2 separate regions of the Mus musculus genome follow, and region 1 is linked to region 2. A link is a contact called in public ChIA-PET data. All regions are on one chromosome and are shown on one strand. The core of a region is the stretch at or near the end of the contact, and the rest is flanking DNA. Distances in the headings are between cores, read along the strand shown. Region 1 holds the start of Hltf (helicase-like transcription factor). Region 2 overlaps Hltf (helicase-like transcription factor).

Region 1 (3,556 bases), core at 186-2,685, 47 kb after region 2:
AAGTTAATCAGTTAGTCAAGGTATTTATGACTAGCCTTTCATTCAAAGTAAAACATTCATTGTATACATCACCTTTTACTATAACTTACTGTTAAAACCATAAACATACCATAATTTTATTATCTAATCTTTTACTTACAACTCCTGTGTAATAGCGTAGTCCAACAACTTGTCCTCTCATAGTTCCAAATAAAACCAAATCTTGCTCTTCATCACTCGTTAGGAAGTCATCTGGAGGAATAATGTCTTGGAATTCAAAATGTGGCAAGAAAGTTGAGTATGAAAGTCTTGGAATATTTTCGTGTGATCCATACTGGACAGACTGCGAATACTTCCAAACAGGACCCCTGTTTTAAAACAAAACAAAAAACCAAAAACAAAACAGGACTTGTTTTTCTTTTTTTGGTTTTTCGAGACAGAGTTTCTCTGTATAGCCCTGGCTGTCCTGGTCCCCTAACCCCTTCCCCTCTTCTCTTTCCTTTTCTGAAACTGGGTTTCTCTGTGTAGCCTTGGCTGTCCTACTCGCTCAGTAGACCAGGCTGGCCTCAAACTCAGAGATCCACCTGCCTCTCCCTCCCAGGTACTTGGCTACCACTGCCCGCTATGAAAATAACTTTAAATTTTAACATAAATGCATCCACAGCATCCTCTGCTTTAACTCCTTTGGAACAGAACACATTTTAAATCGAGCATCTAAATTGTGACACTATAGAGAACTGACCTTGAAGCCCCATTATTTTAAAGGATAGGGATAATTGTTGCAAAAATGGGCATGAAAACCACAGTAGATGATGAAAAGAGGTGTTTGCTGGAAGCCTCCTAGAAGATGTAGTTCTCCTAAAAACACACGGGGCTATCAAGTCGCGAGTTTCCCTCTCAGCTCCTCTGCAAATATGCTTTAGTGCGCTTTTGCATAGTGCCGGGAAATACAAGTTGGAAGCTGTTACCATAACAATGCCTAGCGAACAGTGGGATAACATTGGTGAATAAATCACCCCCCGCTTCCACCCCCCCCGCCACCCCCCCCCCCCCCCCCCGCCAAGCCCTTGACGCAGATTCTCCGAGGTCGCAGCCACTCTGGTCAGCCGCGACAATGCATTGGTGCCTCCAGGAGCAACACCGGCAAGCGACCCGCAGAAGGGATGCAAACTGCACCTATAAAGCGCCCGGGCGCGCACCTTCACTAGAATAGAGCGCAGAGCAATTGGCCTCACGCCCAGCCCCCCTCAGCCCTTCACCTCGTGAACGTATAGGACATGGCGCGGGGCGGGGTGACTTCGGGATGCCCTGGGCTCCCCAGATCTTCCCAGACAGCCTGATAAAGCTCCTCAAGGCGTCGTGGCCCAGGCGCCGGAATCCAAATCAGAACCGCCAGGCCGCGTCCGCCCGGTGAGACGTGTCCACACCACTCCTTCCTGCAACAGTCTGAGAAACCGGTGACGTTCTGCGATCGGCACCGCCAGGGCCCAATCCAAAGGAAGAGTCTACGAAGACCAACCAATCACAATACAAGAGGGTGGGGAGCTCCGCCCAGTGCTGCGATTCAAAGGCAGTGCGGCGCGTCCGGGTTCTACCTGGTTCTTCCGCAGTCCGAGACGCCTTGCACGGTAAAACATCGAGGCTTCTTGAGTGAGCCACAGGGCTCAAGGTTCTGACGGACTAGGGGGAAAGAGGTCTTCTAGCCACTGCCCTAACTCCTCAAGGATGTCCCCATAGGTCAGACGCTCCCTATCTGATGGAATGCCTAACAGGGCCTACTCCAGTAGGAGCCCTGGGTGGGATACCTGCATTTCCTCTGCTGAGCCCTGACTCTATTTATTCTTAGCGACCTCCGTGTATGCGAGACCCTGAGTTCTGGAAATCTGAATGAGAACTTACGAATTTCCTTCTCCCATCTCGCTTTTATTGTGTTTAAAGAAATTTTTTTCCCTTGGTAGAAGAAAGCCATAAAGTAATACAACCTTATAGCTCTTGCTGAAAAAGGCAGACTGGTCCAACATTAGTTGTAAGGTCCGAGGTGGTGGCTGGGGCTACGTGTGTTTTCTTAGGAAAATGAAGGAGGCACTATAAAGAAACTTTTTTTTTCTCTCTTTTTTTTTTTAATTAGGTATTTACTCGTTTACATTTCCAATGCTATCCCAAAAGTCCCCCATACCCACCCACTCCCCCTTTTTGGCCCTGGCGTTCCCCTGTACTGGGGCATATAAAGTTTATATGTTTATACTTTATAATCTAAAGGGACATTTCACTTTGGAGTTTTGTATGCAACAGTATCAGGCAAGGTAAAGGTAATTCCAGCATCTTGAAAGACCATAAAACTACTTTTGATGAAGCAGCCATTAACTGCTGCATCTTCTGCTGCACCAACAGTAGGAAGCTAAAGGTATTGCCCAGCCAAACATAATAGGGTGTGCTGTAAACCATCGGAATGTCTAGATGTGTTTGTAAACATTTTAAACACTGGAAGTCATCCTTCCTAGAGTGGTCCATTTTATGCTTCCATCAGCAGAGGATGAAAGGTGGTCAGTAAGATGTTTTAAGAGGCACATGTTCATTGTCTTAAATATTGATGATCTGTGAACTAAAAGTAAAATGTGACCATTTGAGGATTGTCTGCTGGAATGGCACCCTAGGGAATGCTATGATAAAAAGAAAGGAGAGAGAGAGAAGCAAAAACAAGAAAACTAACTTTAACAGTATTAAGAGACAATTTATGCTGGAGGCAAATATCAGTCATTGGCCTGGGAACACAGAATTAGGCCACCCCAAGTGCTATGTTTCAATTGAAGCCATTTCATGAAGCTTTTATACTAACAGGACAAAGAAAGTCATAAATCAAGATACTTTCCAAATATATTTGGTGTGACCATTAGGTAGGTGGGAAAGAGTATTACAGGGAACCTTTATTAGAGACCTAAGATACTGACATTATCCTTAGCTGTTTAGTTTGCTGAGTGGTAGCACTGTATGTACATTCCAAATGATTTACCCTGTGGTCACAGAAACATGTTAAGTGCAGAGGAGGACAATAAGTAGCAATTAAGAAGGCTAGAGATGGCCTAAGAAAATTTGGCTCTGGGTTTGCAGCATTTGAAATGCTGCACAATCATTGTAGCTCAGTTAATCAGCCTTACAGAAGATTCATTTGATGGCGCATCATCTTCCCTGGGATTTTTGTGCATGTTAAACAGGCACTCTTCCTCTGAGTTACATCTCTAGCCCTCACTGAGAATCTGAAGAATGAAATATTTCATTCCCCCAACAGGAAACTTACTGCAGATAATGTTTCGTTTGCTTCGGATATTTTACTTTCTTCATGGTATATTATGATACAAATGCAAAGTTGGGTTTTGGGTTTTTGTTTGTTTTTTTTTTTTTCCAGTATTAGGTATTGAATCTTAGGGCCTGTCCAACCTGGGAAAGCTCTCTATCCACAGCCTTTATTTTATTTGAAACTTTGTGACAAGGACTCAGAAAGTTACCCAGGCTGGGGATTCTGAGGGCAACTTTGATCCTGAAGCAGAAGCCTCAGCCTCCACAGTAACTGGTAACATTT
Region 2 (4,102 bases), core at 1,500-3,999:
TATCTTAACTACATACTCAGTATCACTGCAAGAGAAAGATTCTAAAATTCAAACTACATGAAAAATGTCTATGAAGGAGCACCTCTCAGCAGGGAAAGGTAAATGACTGGGAGGAGGAGATTAGGATAGTGGTTCACAAAGCTCTTGACTTCAGAATCAAGCCTGTAAGTGCAATGTGTGCATTTCCCACATGTAGAGTGTAGAACATTTAAAAAGACTTTGAATTTGCATTAGCCGACAGACTGTTTAACATATCATTCAACTTCAGACTTTTTTCACAGAAGACTCTAGCCCTAGTTTACCCTACACCACTCAACACAGTAATGAGTTGTACGTGTCAAGCAGATCGCTGAGACACAACTGAGTCACATTAGGATGGTAAAAGCGCAATGCCATCCGATGTTAAACTTAGTTTAAGAAAAGAAAGTAATATATTAATAAGTGCTTTAAATATACTAGACTAAATTAAACATGTTGCGTTTTTACTTTTTAAAAATTAAAAAAATAAAATTAATAAAATTTAAATTCATTGTCTCTCTATTAATATATTTACTTGAACACAAGGATCTGAAATTTAGAACTAGAATTACTGACTAAATAATAATGTCCCCCAAAAGTCGTGCCATTTAATTTATAATAAATACACCACTTACTACAATGATGAGATTATTAACCATAAAAGGTGCATTATTAAATTCAAGTAAGGAACACCTTATCATCTCTGGAACGTGGCTGGGTTTTTATTATACCAAAGAAAGGTAAATCACTCCGTCAAACACTGAGTCCATACTGAACAACAAACTCACCTGCTCACTGTGAATGACCTGACAGATACAAGGTTTACAGAACACGTGTGCACAGTGGGTTATCACAGGAAATGTTAAGGAATCCAGGCAGATTGCACATTCCTCATCTGAACCAGAGCTCAGAATTATCTTCATCTTCTCTATTAACATCTTTCTCAGCTCTTCAGGCGTGTCACTTCCTAGGAAAAAAAGACACTTCAGAATTAGTTTCAGAACAAACTTGGTAATGTGACTAGAACAATTTATCTTATATAAGAAAATTTTGCTTAATTGTCTTTCATCTTTATTCTGGTATTTGCAGAAATCATGCCATAAATTTGGAATTCTAAGGAAACCTATGAAGGTACAATAGCCATCTCACTTAAGCACCTCATAAAATAACATCTGCCACACTAGCAGCATACAAGAAAAAACCAGTTTGAATATTCTTCTACATTGGTATCATACTTCCATTTCATTCATAAAAAATTCTTGGAGCCAGCAAGATGGCTCAGCTAAGGACATCTGCCACCACACTTGACAACATGAATTAACATGGTACAGAAAGAACTGACTCTTGCAAGTTATGCTCTGATCTCCCACACATGTATCCATGCACCCATGATATTCATATACAAACACACAGAATAAAAATATAATTTTAAAAAAATCTTACAGCAAAGGTATATCAAAGTAATAGATCAAATTCAAGTTGCATAAAAACCTGTCTTCTAACTGAAATATTTAGCAAACACAATGGTATGAACTAATCCCATTTCCTTACTGGAGGGGCCACTTGAAGACATTCCGTTTGTAAGAAGATGGGTATGGCAACAAATCTGCCGCAATCTAAGCAGAAGACCCAAGACATCTGCATAGTGTGCAAGGACAGTCCCTTCAGTAAAATACCTAGGGATAAAATGTCAGACATTATGAACATCTCTAAACAAGAACAAAAACAAAAGCAAGCTCATCTTTAATGAAACCAAGAAAAAAAGTCACCTAGGAAAATGTCAATATGCATGACCTACAGACCTCAGCTGGCCCTTCAAAGTAAGTGGTACATACATACTGAAAGGAAAATTCATATCTCTTCTGTAAAAACAGAAATAGGGTGTATGCATGATGACTTCAATTTTCAATCCAATTTATACACACACACACACATACACACATATTCACAAAACACACACACAGTAGGGGGAGTGTTATTGTATAATAATCAATTTTGTAAGTAATTATGTTTCTGATCTCTGTTATATAAAAACCAATAAAACCTAGAAGAATTTACATTATACTGACTCCCATGAATAATAAGAAAATTAAGTATTTCTTGATGGCCTGGACCTATACATGACTCTGGACAAACAGCTCGTCCAAAAAGAACTCAAAATAGTCAAACATTGAATAACCAGCAAAGAGCAAAGAAGGCAGTGAAATTAAACTCACCAGAAAGTTACCACAGAAAGCATAAAATTTATGACTGTGAGCACCTCCAGGTAGCTCAGAGTTCTACATCCGGACCGGAAAACAGTAAGAGAGTGCCACACTGGACACACCTCTGAAACCTCAAAGCCCAACCCCCCTGACACACTTCCTCCAACAATGTCACACCAATTCCAATAAGGCCAAACCTCCCCACAGTGCCACTTCCTATGAGCCTATGAGGACCATTTTCATTCAGACCACCACACACTAAAACCACTGACAAAACCATATGAAAGGACATAGGACTAAGAAAACAAAAAATAGTTATAAAGGATGATAAATAAATCAATACCAATAAAGAGCAGTGGGAAGACATTTAAAAACACAGAAAGAAAATAGAACAACAACAACAAAAGACAAGAAAAATAGGACAAAAACAGTACATTTTCTTTTTAAAGGGTGTGGGTGTCAGGGGGAGGGGGAGGATGCAGATACATAGAATTGAAAGATTTAAATGGTGCTATCTATATCTTCCAGAAAGTCAACAGGAAGGCCCTGATCAAACTGCTGTACTTCCGTGGGGGCGTGGATGTGCACATCAGGCTCCTTGCTATTTTTTACTTATGAAACACTCTCCAATGCTTCATGCGCTGAACTCCAGGTCTCCAGCTACAGCACTGACTGACGCCTGAGGTTCTAGAAACTCTAAGCCTTTGGGGAATAGACGGATCTTGCCCTGACTTGAGCACTTGTTTCCGGTGCTCTCTTGTCCGCCTCTTGTTTATCATGATATTGCTCCGTTCCACTCTGTAGTTTCCACTACCATGGGTTGACACCTCTGGAGCAGAAAGCCAAAATAAAAGCTTTCTCTTTAAGTCTGAAGACAAGAATTGGCTATAGAAAGGCAAAACTGACTATTATTTTTTTTTCAAAGAAATACTCAGTGTGGAAGAGAAGAATAATTAATCCAAAAATTACATATCCAATCTGAAACGTCAAGTTGATGATGCAATCAAGTCTCCTGGTGAAAAGCAGAAATTTTAAAGTCAGACTGGTACATTCTGTCAATTTAGCTATGCAGACTTGGCCAGCAGCCTAATCCTGCCTGTGTCCTCAGCTATAACAGTTACACACCACATCTGGGAGGACTACTCATGAAGTTAGTGTGTACAAAGCAATTACAACACGACCTGGATTACTTTATAAACCTTATATATACTAGTAGTGACAGTGGCAGTGTTTTGGATAGTGAAGAAAGTAAAAAAGTAGGCAACATAATACACACGATAAACTTCCACGTTCTGAAACCAACCTGCTAAAATTCAAATAACAACTCTGTCTCCTGTGCCTTAGCCTCCTAATCCAAAAAATAATTAAAAAAAAAAAAAAGTGTTCATTGTACTTACTTAATAAGACACCATTAATGTGCACATTTAAATACTTAGATCAATTATACTCAATCAATGCTTATAAAGTATTAATAAGTCTACTACCTATGAAAGAGGTTACTTTAACAATAACATCCCTGAGAACACAATTCAAACAGACAGCTTCCTCAGCACTCTGCATTCCCTCCCGGGCATGGCTACATCTGACTGGCATTCAGCTTGTTGGTTTAGGAAACTGCTTGTGGGACCCACCACATGGCATGCTGGCAAGAGGCTTCCCACTGTTTTACCAGCCACGCTAGTACCTTTTCGGATAGACCTACTTTTAACTTAATCACTCTCTTAGGTGACTTTACTCAGGCTCATCACTCACAAATAACAGAAACTTAAGAGTCAAACTGGGAGCACTGAACTCCATACCTGCCTCTCCAGCGGGTAAAGTCAATCCCGTATGTTCACATGACAGGTCTAATGCAGAGCTTTTGATCCCACGTTAGAAAC

What was found. ChIA-PET counts read pairs in DNA pulled down with a chosen protein or histone mark.
Region 1: an RNA polymerase II ChIA-PET map of memory CD8 T cells shows a contact between it and region 2, with 126 read pairs. The contact joins the promoter of Hltf here to the enhancer-like site in region 2. A contact is called at or near these places in 3 of 39 promoter capture datasets (the C10 cell line, embryonic stem cells and neutrophils), 16 of 484 Hi-C or Micro-C datasets (the AML12 cell line, the C10 cell line, CD4 T cells and 7 more), 4 of 115 datasets of contacts at active chromatin or transcription factors (effector CD8 T cells, embryonic stem cells, epiblast stem cells and 1 more) and 3 of 9 other capture datasets (adipose tissue, liver and pancreatic islet).

The regions. Positions count from the first base shown.
Region 1 is chr3:20,055,690-20,059,245 of GRCm38.p6, reverse strand. It overlaps Hltf (helicase-like transcription factor), which reads right to left and starts at 1,435. Exons shown (of 25, transcript NM_009210.3): 1 at 1,239-1,435; 2 at 140-347. The coding sequence starts at 1,258.
Region 2 is chr3:20,103,233-20,107,334 of GRCm38.p6, reverse strand. Hltf (helicase-like transcription factor) reads right to left here. Exons shown (of 25, transcript NM_009210.3): 19 at 1,570-1,694; 20 at 807-985. Among named protein-coding and RNA genes, the nearest start is that of Hltf, 47 kb to the right of the region's middle. Within about 2 kb of position 2,749, at least 55 of the 459 cell types and tissues checked have an H3K27ac peak or open chromatin away from gene starts, as enhancers often do. A contact at or near this core is called in the G1E-ER4 cell line, adipose tissue, effector CD8 T cells and 3 more, where this site is marked.